Regions from separate parts of the Mus musculus genome. Here region 1 is linked to region 2. The links are chromatin contacts, called in public Hi-C maps. All regions are on one chromosome and are shown on one strand. Each heading gives the region's core, a stretch centred on a gene start, on an enhancer-like site or on the middle of the called end of the contact. The rest is flanking DNA. Distances are from core to core; before and after follow the strand shown. Region 1 has its middle 36 kb from the start of Gm40913. Region 2 overlaps Fars2 (phenylalanine-tRNA synthetase 2 (mitochondrial)).

Region 1 (4,540 bases), core at 1,580-4,079, 1.0 Mb after region 2:
TCAGGCTTGAGCCTTCATGCCTCTGCATTTGCCATGAGAAGAATATTCCCCATTTATGTAACCTGAGTTCAAGGAAGATGACAGTTGTGGGGAGCAGAACTGGCCCAATCTGAGCCTGACTGGCAGTCACACCTTGCTGAATTTCCAGTTACCCTATACATGTATGTATGACTGATAATAAACTATTGCTTGAAGTCATTTTGTTCATGACAGTTGGTTTCATAGTGTCATTTTGGTAAGAGCTAACTAATACAGATTCAAATGCTTATATTGTGTATATTTAAAAGCACAGACATTATTTGTGAGAAAGTCCACACAGCCTCTGCTTTTCCCCTATTGGCAGAATGTCTCTCACTTTGAGGGCAAAACTCCAGGCATCTTCTATCTAGTCTCTAGTCTAGTCTATTACATCAAATAGAATTCTAGTCAATGACACCTATCGGGATCTACTAAAAGACTTCTGATAAAATGTTTGTCCACTAAAATATGAGAGGTACATGGGGAGCTATAACCACTCCTTCACCAGCTTTGACTATGTCTGTGTGGAATGCCTAGGCTTCGAGAACAGTCTTGTGACAACAGAAAACAACCCTGACTTTCCGAAGACAGTAGAAGAGGAAGATGGATTCTTCTGGCTCTTTTACCACACCACAAAAAGTCTGATGTATACCAGTGGTTCTCAACCTGTGGGTCGTGACCCACTTGGAGGTTGCATATGAGATATCCTGAATATCAGCCATTTGTATTACAATCCATAACAGTAACAAAATTACAGTTAGGAAATAGCAACAGACTAATTTTATGGTTGGGGGGGGGGGGTCACCACAACATAGAAACTGTATTAAAGGATCACTGCATTAGGAAGGCTGAGAACCACTGATATATGCTCTATAAGCCCTGTATCATGAGACTAGTTGGGTTCTCAGGACTGAAGCCATTTTTAACCTGGATGCTATAAACATCCTTAATTACTCAACAATGGCTCATTAGTCTCAACTTCTAGGTGCACACACAAAGTTATCCAAGAGACTGCTGTTGGGTCCATCTCATGGTTGTTTTTTTTTGGTAGTGCTATTTGGAGGCCACCTACACGGAACACAGAAGAAACAAAATGCCTCCAATGAACAACGTCATCATCAGAAACACGGAACTATACTTGCATCAGTCATCCCAATACAGTTCAGAAGTATGGCATGAAGAAGCAAATGTAAAAAAAAAAAAAATGAAATGAAAAATATAGCAAGGTGCTAATTATGTAAGTAAAGAATACAGTCATAAAGAAGCATACGAGTTTCTCAACAATTCGCATACAGTCATGGAACAAACACATACATAATTTTAAGAATCTGAATCCTATCGGGAGCTAGAGAGATGGTCCCATTGATGAGAGTCCTGGTTTTTCAGAGCATCCTGCTTCCATTCCAGGCACCCAACTAGCTCACACTGTAACTGTAACTATATCTGTAACTCCAGTTCCATGAAAGCTGATGTACTCCTTTAGGTCTATGCACACACCAGGCACACAAAGTGGTGCATATACATAGAGGCAGTCAAAACACCATAGACATAACATTTAAATAGTGGGTACTTGTATTAGTTACTGTTACATAATAAATTCCTCCAAATCTTGTTGCTTCGAGACAATAAACACTGGTTATCACCAAGTTCGCTGGGTTAGGAATTATGTATGGATTAGCTTCTTACTCATGTTTTTCAGATTACCAGACTCTGGTTTAGGGTCCTATCTGAAGGCACAGCAATGGAATATTAGCTAGAAGCCTCTTCTAAACCCTTGCCAGCATGTCTTTTCAGAAGTCCACAATCCAGAAGCTTGATTTCCACACAGTGAGTGACAGCGTGGGAAACAGGATATGTGAATTGGAAGATAGTCTTATGCTTGTCACAGTCAACTTACCAGAAGCAAGTCAATAGGTCTAGGTCACACATGAGGGGAAGGCACAGGTGCACATGGACCAGGAACTACCCATAATGCTCTCTGCTCACCTGTCAGCAGCAACAGGGATGCCTTGGCATAAATAAGAGGGGCATACTGAGTCAACTCTGTTTACTCCGAGGTAAAAATAAAAGAAAGAAAAACAAACAAAAATAAAAAATCAGGCTGCAAAAAAAAAAAAAAATCAGTGCTGCTTATATGCCTATAGACATGCAGCTAGTTGAAATTAAATAATACCTGACAAGACTCAGTATTTGTTTTTTGGAGCAAAATGCTGACTCTGTATCAGAAACTATCAAGAAACACAGACCAAAAATTAAAATCTTATTCTTTAAGATCAGAGACCAAGAGACAGGAAGAAACTGGTTATTAATATAGTTTTTATGGAAAATGTAGCATCCCAAATGTAAATTTACTGGGAAAAAAAAGTATGGTTCAAAATGTCTTGGTGCAGATTTGAGTAATGTCATAGTAGGGGGAGACTTTAAAATTCATGTTAATAGGTAGGAGATCAGAGGTCCAGGTGGCCAGTGATGTCTCTTGGACATGGCAGACTCCTCCTGGCCAGGCAACTCTATCTGCAACCCTCCTGCCAGAGTGGAAATGCAATCTTTACAGTGTCCAGATGGCTTCTAAATTGGCAGTCCCCTTCCCTTTTCCAAGAAATACACACCAAAGAGTTAATTTCATCAAACGATTCTGTATTTAACGTCAGTCTTCTAACAGGCAAAATTCCAAGTCTCCATCTTTCTGCCTGGAACCAGGGGAGTGCTCCTTTTATTTTGTCTCATTCTTTTCCTGATGCGTTCTCTCCTCCTTTTCATGCTCCTCATCACAGCATAGGTTCATGAAAAATTAACATCCCTGTTCAGCAGGGAAGCTCGCGCCTTTTAAAAGTGTTCTGGCAAGCCCAACACCGGGATGCACATCTCCAAGCAGACCTGACTTAGGAAGGTACAGTGTGTTACAGAGCTTCTTCTCAGACAGCCTGAGTCTCAAGGGCAGTGGTGCTGCTGATGGTACTACCCTTCCTTGGTTCTTTCACAGAACAAGGTCTTTGAGGTGTATGAATTTGCAAGGTCAAAATAATCCATTATGATGGAGAAGCTATTTTATTTTCTCAGCCTCCAGGGAAGATGAGGGACAGACCCGATGTCTTCAAGTCCACAGACAAAATGGCATCTGTAATTGATGAGTAGAGCTGCAGAGTTTGGATGGTAAGGCCTTCAACTCACAACAGACTTGGAGATATGTGTCAATTATAAAACTTCAAGTCAAAGGAAGGAGGGGAAATATAATTCTACTCAAAAAGCTGATGGGCAGAGCATTTCATGAAAATTAAAATTACTGGGGTGGGGCACTCTCCAAAAATTATTTTCAAATATTTTTATTCACAGTTGCACATGATAATTTGGACTGAAATTCACTGAAAATTGATTAGAGATCTCAAGTTATGTCATATTATTGATGAGTTGCTCTGAATAGTTGTGTAAGAGCCCCAGTAGACTTTAGTTGGTAAACTTGATCCTGGGCTGAATTAGATCCTAATTCTAGATCTTTGCTCATTCCTCTTCTCCCAGAGCTACTTTGATCCAGAATCATAGCTGTTGGGCAGTATCTTATGAAGTCACAAAGCCACCAGATGACTAAACAGCTTTAAGACAACAGAGCACGTGCTGGCTGGCTGGCTGGCTGCCATTGCTGAGCTCAGTGCAAGGGAATTTCACCCCAAATGCCCTCACTTCATTATTCCCATCAATACCAGATCTCACTGGGCTCCACAAACATGGTCTCCTTCATTGGTCTTCCATCACTGCTTCCAAGACTGAAAGCTCTTCATATCATAGTCACCACCACCCCCCAAATAAAATTAGAAGTCCGGTTAGTAAATGGCCTTTCACTGAGCTTATGATCCCTCCCTCCAGCAGTCTCCTTTAGGCCTCATATTCTATATCTCCTGTCACCCAGCTCCAATAATAACACTCAAATTCAACAGCCAGAGTTCTCAGGTCTGACAGACCCATTGAGTCCCCAGTGCCTCTTCAAAAGTCATTGTAGCCCAATACCTTAGAATGCATTGTATAAAATACATGAATGGCATGAGTCACCTTCACACCTAAACTTCCAACGTCTATCTCCTCAATAGATATTTGCAATACCAATCATCATCTCTTTAGGTTTTTCGGGCACTCATTTAGGTTTTAGACCCCTGTGTGTGGTCAAAACAGCTGCATTAAAGAGGTAGAGAGGAGGCAGGAGGACTGCCTGCATGAGGGGAAGTGGCTGGCAGGCCGGATGAAGATTATAGGAGATTGGAGAGGGTGAATGTCCAAGGAAAGCACACATCATGAAAGAGGGATGATAAGGTCACCTTCAGGAACTAAGCAAGCCATCAGGAAACCATTAAAAGAACACCTCTCTCCTCTCTGGGGTTGTTCATCAGCTTCATGGATCCTTCATATTCATATCTCCCCACTTACTCTGCATAGAGAGAACCCATATTGCTTCAGCTGTATGTAGGATGCAAAGTAAAAGATGCTAAAAATCACCACTACAACCCAGGACTGCACTGACACAGCTATGCAG
Region 2 (4,848 bases), core at 1,228-3,727:
CACCATGCAGGAACCCACCTGCTAATTGGTATTCTTGCAACTCACAGACCATTTGTCAGCCTGTGGAACTTGATCATCAAGAATATTCTTTCTATACACTGGTATCCTATCATAGAGCCAGGTTTCTGTCAGTCATGCTGGCTCACTTTGAGGATAAACTGATGATACTTCATGAAGCAAGCCAGAGGGGATGGGATAATGTATGTGCTTCTAAATAGGGTATGGTTCCGGTAACCAGAGGTTTTATAATACCCCCCCCCAAAGGGAACTGGATTCTGTATTCTACCTCTCTGAGTCTGTTCACAGGATATGATTCTATTCAGTGTTGTACTGCAGAGCTCAGTAACTAAGTCAGTAACTGAGTCAGATATAGATCGGATTCTTTTGTCACTTGTCAACTATATGGTATTATACTAGATATTTATCTCTTTAGTCTCATCTTTCCTTGATTCAATTTTAATTCATTCTTTGATTTCTACTTTTGTTTTAATTTTCTGCGTATGGTGTTTTGGCTACGTATATGTAAGTGTCCAGCATCTGTGCCCAGTGCTTGTTGAAATCAGAAGAGGGGACCCAATCCCCTGGAACAGGAGTTTGGTCATGTTAGATACCATGTGGGTGCTGGGAATTGAAGCTGGGTCCTTTTAGGAGCTGGCAGTGTCCTTTAACACAGACTCATCTCTCAAACCCCTATTCTTTGTTGTTTTGTTTTGTTTTGTTTCGTTTTGAGACAGGATCTCGCTGGCCTGAAACTCTGTAGATCAGGTTGGCCTCAAACTCAGGTTAGACTGAAGTTTACCATCAGAGAATTGGACTGAAGGCCATGCTAGCACTCCTGGCCTGTCTATTAATTCTTAATTAATTTCTAATTTTATTCATGGGAGATATTGACATTAACCTTGAGTTGTAAATATTAAGAATGTTATCTGTAGCTCTCAGAGTAGTTTGTGACATGGAATTTGAATCCACCGTGCATTAAACTTTAGTTAGACTATTATCTATTGTATTGTGGTCATTTTTTTTAGGCATTATGGAAGGAATTAATTTCAGAAGCACAATTTCTGAATCATTTTCTTTAGAGTGAATTTGAACTCAGAGCTGAGCTAGTATTTTAAGTTGTAAATGTAGATTGCCTTCATTTGTTTAAGAGGATTAGAAGTAATATTTAGTGTATTTTTCTCTGAAATTTTATTTTTATGATAATTAGGTTCTTAGAGATTCAGAAGTGAAATGTTTCTGTACTGTTTATTTTGTACAGCGCTGTGTAAATACAAATTTGTGTTTGTTCAAACTAAATTTGAAAGTAAAGTCTAAAACTACGGTTATGACTTTAAATCTAAAATAACAAGTTTTTTCTTTTGACCTGAGTGTTCTAAAACATGTACTAATCAGTGAGCTCGTGTAGACATGAGAGACTGTGAGTGCAAAGGCAGATTCATTTTTTCTTTTTTAATTCTTTAATTTGTGCTTATGATACGCAATCAGCACTCTGAATTTTCCCAAGCTCTTTCTCGAGCTGTTTCTAATAATAGCCAAGGTACTGGTGAGTGGCTGTGTAGAAGACTGTTCTATTTACAGCAGCCTCATTGTTGTTATCTGGATCTCTCTTGTTCCTCTTGCTGATCAGTAAGTGCCTTTTAAGTTAGAGTTTTCTAAGAGTGCATTGTAACAGAAGTGAACCTCAGCGGGAGGTTTCCAAACTGGAGAGCCTTACCTAGACACAGCAGCAGAGGGCGCTCGGTCCCTCTTTTCACGATAACAGAGCCTATAGCAACCATCTCTCTTTTGAGCAGCTAAGCAGGAATTGTTCATATTAATTAAGTTTTTCGAAGATCTTGTTCTGTGATCTGGAGCTAGGTGCCTTAGAGTAAAATAGGTCTTATTTCAGTCTTGGGAAAACGGAGTAAAACAGGGAATTTCCTGAAACTCTGCAGGAGGAATAAAAACGCATATACTAATGAGTGAGATTTCAATGAAACTCAGTGAATCCTTCTCTTTCCTTTCCATAGTCTGGCTAATGCGCAAAACATCCATTTTCTTAAGAAGACCCAAATGAAAACCCCAGGAATTTGCATTTCCTCTTGAATAGTTTCCTTAATGAAAGGTGTTTGAGACATAGGGTTTAAACAAATCAGTGACTTGAAACATTGTGGCACCTACTTGAAATTTAAACCTTTTTATTAGATAGCTAGTGCCTCTTTGCTTTTAGCCAACAAAGACCCGTAAGAAAAAGAAAATGAAAAAATAAATAGCATTTCTGGACCCCTATTGCCTAGTGCAGGCGGATTATATTCCCTGTGATCTTGTTCGCTCATATTATGTGGTGATTAGAGCCAGGCTTCAATCAGCTGAAAGATTCCCCAAGGCAGGGTCTTGTCCCACCAGTGCACATGGCATGCCCCGTCTGACACCAGGGCAACTTGAGAATTGAGCCAGAGATGCTGCAGTTTGGTGTAGCAGATGCACACTGGTGGTTGCCATGGAGATTGCTAATACTGCTGAAACTCAAAGAAAGGGCACTTGCCACAGCTCAGGAGCCTGTGTGAAAGTGAGTGAAAAGCAAGTGGAATTCAGAATAGGGCCTCAGCTACTTGTCCCACATGGAGTTTTAATTTCCTTTCCTTTCCTCTTCCTTTTTCAGAATCTAGATTGAAAACAGGGCAAGTCATAAGGCAGGCTGGAGCCCTCGGAGCTCTCTGCAGCCTGACATATCCTTGGGATAAGTGTATATTAACAAGCAGGCATGACTAATAGGATTGGGGTTGGGGGCTGGGCTGGCGTGTGGCAATCCTTCTGGAGCCTCTGGTCTGCTTGTCACTGGGGCTTACTAGGCACCTTGGGATTTGTCTGCAGCATATGTGCTGCTGTTAATGATTGAAAAATTACCACAACAATTAGTCACGGATCACTGAAGGCAGGGCCCCAAATGTGATGGACAATGTGATTAAATCCATGTATGTGACAATTAACTCTCCTGCAGGTTTATCCATCCAGGGAACGTGCCCTAGGGGTGAGAGCAGAGTGGGTTGAGACGATGGGGAAGCGTGGTGTTAGAAAGGAATAGGGGAGGTGAACGCCACAGACGAGACTGATGCAGCTGGCACTATTGGTTTTTAATCTGATCCGGAATTAATCACGGTTTGATTAATCCTGGCTTTATTGCACCTTTCTATTGCCCATTTATTTATTTCTGCCTCAATTTGATGGAGGTGTGACTGATTAAATTCTGCTCATTCCATGTTTTTGAATTTTTTAAATTTGGCTCTCCATTGAACACAGTGTTCTAGGTGGTCCAAAGTCCAATTATCTTGTAAGAGCTTAACAGGCACCAGACACAGCATGTCGTGAATCCCCCCATGTATCACAGCTGAGTGACTCAGAATAAATATTTGTTTGTTCAGTAATCTGCCAAGCAAAAGAAGCCTGTGATGTCAATATGCTTGGTTATTTGGAAGAAATAAGATTCCCCACCTCCCAACTTTGGTAATAAGAGTAACACAAACCAAGAAAATTTTGTGCAGAAAGGAAGAAAAATATTTGTATGAACTTATCTTCAAATACATTTTTGTAGCATAACAAGGTCAAGTTATGCTTGTCACTTATAGCTGTGGCTGTACATTGCTTTTTAAACCACATGCTCTGTTCTTTCTTTAGATGATTCTTTGTTATCCATGTTGCTTATGAAACACTGCACTGTAATAATGCCTAGGAGGCTGTGACACAGAGCAGCCCAAGCAGAGCCTGTTGCTTTGTTGTACCTCCGGGGCCTGGGATGTGCTGTGTTGCTTTGTATCTCCTGGGCCTCAGATGTGCTGCTGGGTGGCAGGTGGCTTGCCCCATTCAGAAGACATGGGAAATTACATGGTCTACTTATGGTGTTGCTTCATTTTTCTAATAGAATTTGGGAGAACAATTTTTATACCCCCTACCTCCCACCCCAGACTCTATTGGGTTGTCTTCTTATCTGCATTTTAGCATGACCTAACCACATATGTAAACTAGAACATTTGTTTGTGGTGTGGGCCATAGTAACTTCCAGCACAGTAGACTCAAAGACAAAAATCAGCCCAAGAAGAGTCTTGCTGCTCTGTGAGAGCTCAGAGAAATATTGTGTCATTGATAGTACCACTGATTTGAGCACCAAAAAAGAGTGTCAGCCTGCCTGCAGATGGATGATAGGGAAGCCCAGAACCTCTGTCTTCCGCTGGTTAGCCCACCCAATGCTCCCCTGTAGCCAGCCTCGTATGAAGACTGGAAAGCTCTTCCTCAGGAACTGGCATTCTCTTCTACTGCACTCCATTCTGGAACCAATGTTCCAGCTCGGTAGTCACCGATAGCAGTTCATCTGTCCTTCTGTCCATTTAATTGGGAATGTAATGACCAGGACTGACAGCCAGTCTCTGTCCATTTGCTTGTTTGTCCAAGTGTTATTTCAGTTGTTTATTATTTACCAGCTGGTTTGCCATGAGTGAAGCAGTGCGCCTAGCACATACAGTGGACATGAAAATGGGAAATATAGTATTTTGCTGCAGCCAGAGTACAGAGATAGATGAAGTAAAAGGAACTGTATTCAAAGTGGGAATTGGCAATTGCTATGGAAGCACACGAGATCAAAGACATAAATATTGCTGGCAGGAGACGTGACTTTTCCTTAGATTTTTTTGCAAGGTTTTCTGGTACAAGTCTTTGAATATTTTCTCAGTTCACTGATAGCAATGGCCAAAAGACTAGATTTTTCACCATTTCCTTACATGGTTTGAACTGGTTGACCAGGATGGAAGAGAAATGGACACTGGGCATGAGTAGTACAAGAATGTGGTGTGGTATGTTCAACCATGAGTTAAGGGG

The links. Hi-C and Micro-C count contacts between places; a contact is called where the count stands out from the background.
Region 1: a contact with region 2 is called in a Hi-C map of the N1E-115 cell line, with 11 times the contacts expected there. The contact joins two enhancer-like sites. A contact is called at or near these places in 1 of 15 datasets of contacts at CTCF or cohesin (large pre-B cells), 30 of 484 Hi-C or Micro-C datasets (3T3-L1-derived adipocytes, the AML12 cell line, the C3H10T1/2 cell line and 21 more) and 3 of 115 datasets of contacts at active chromatin or transcription factors (the NIH/3T3 cell line, acute myeloid leukemia and regulatory T cells).

The regions. Positions count from the first base shown.
Region 1 is chr13:37,295,427-37,299,966 of GRCm38.p6, forward strand. No RefSeq gene overlaps it. Among named protein-coding and RNA genes, the nearest start is that of Gm40913, 36 kb to the right of the region's middle. Within about 2 kb of position 2,830, at least 4 of the 459 cell types and tissues checked have an H3K27ac peak or open chromatin away from gene starts, as enhancers often do. A contact at or near this core is called in the N1E-115 cell line, where this site is marked.
Region 2 is chr13:36,280,539-36,285,386 of GRCm38.p6, forward strand. The region is part of intron 4 of Fars2 (phenylalanine-tRNA synthetase 2 (mitochondrial)); the gene reads left to right. Among named protein-coding and RNA genes, the nearest start is that of Gm40912, 75 kb to the left of the region's middle. Within about 2 kb of position 2,478, at least 85 of the 459 cell types and tissues checked have an H3K27ac peak or open chromatin away from gene starts, as enhancers often do. A contact at or near this core is called in the N1E-115 cell line, where this site is marked.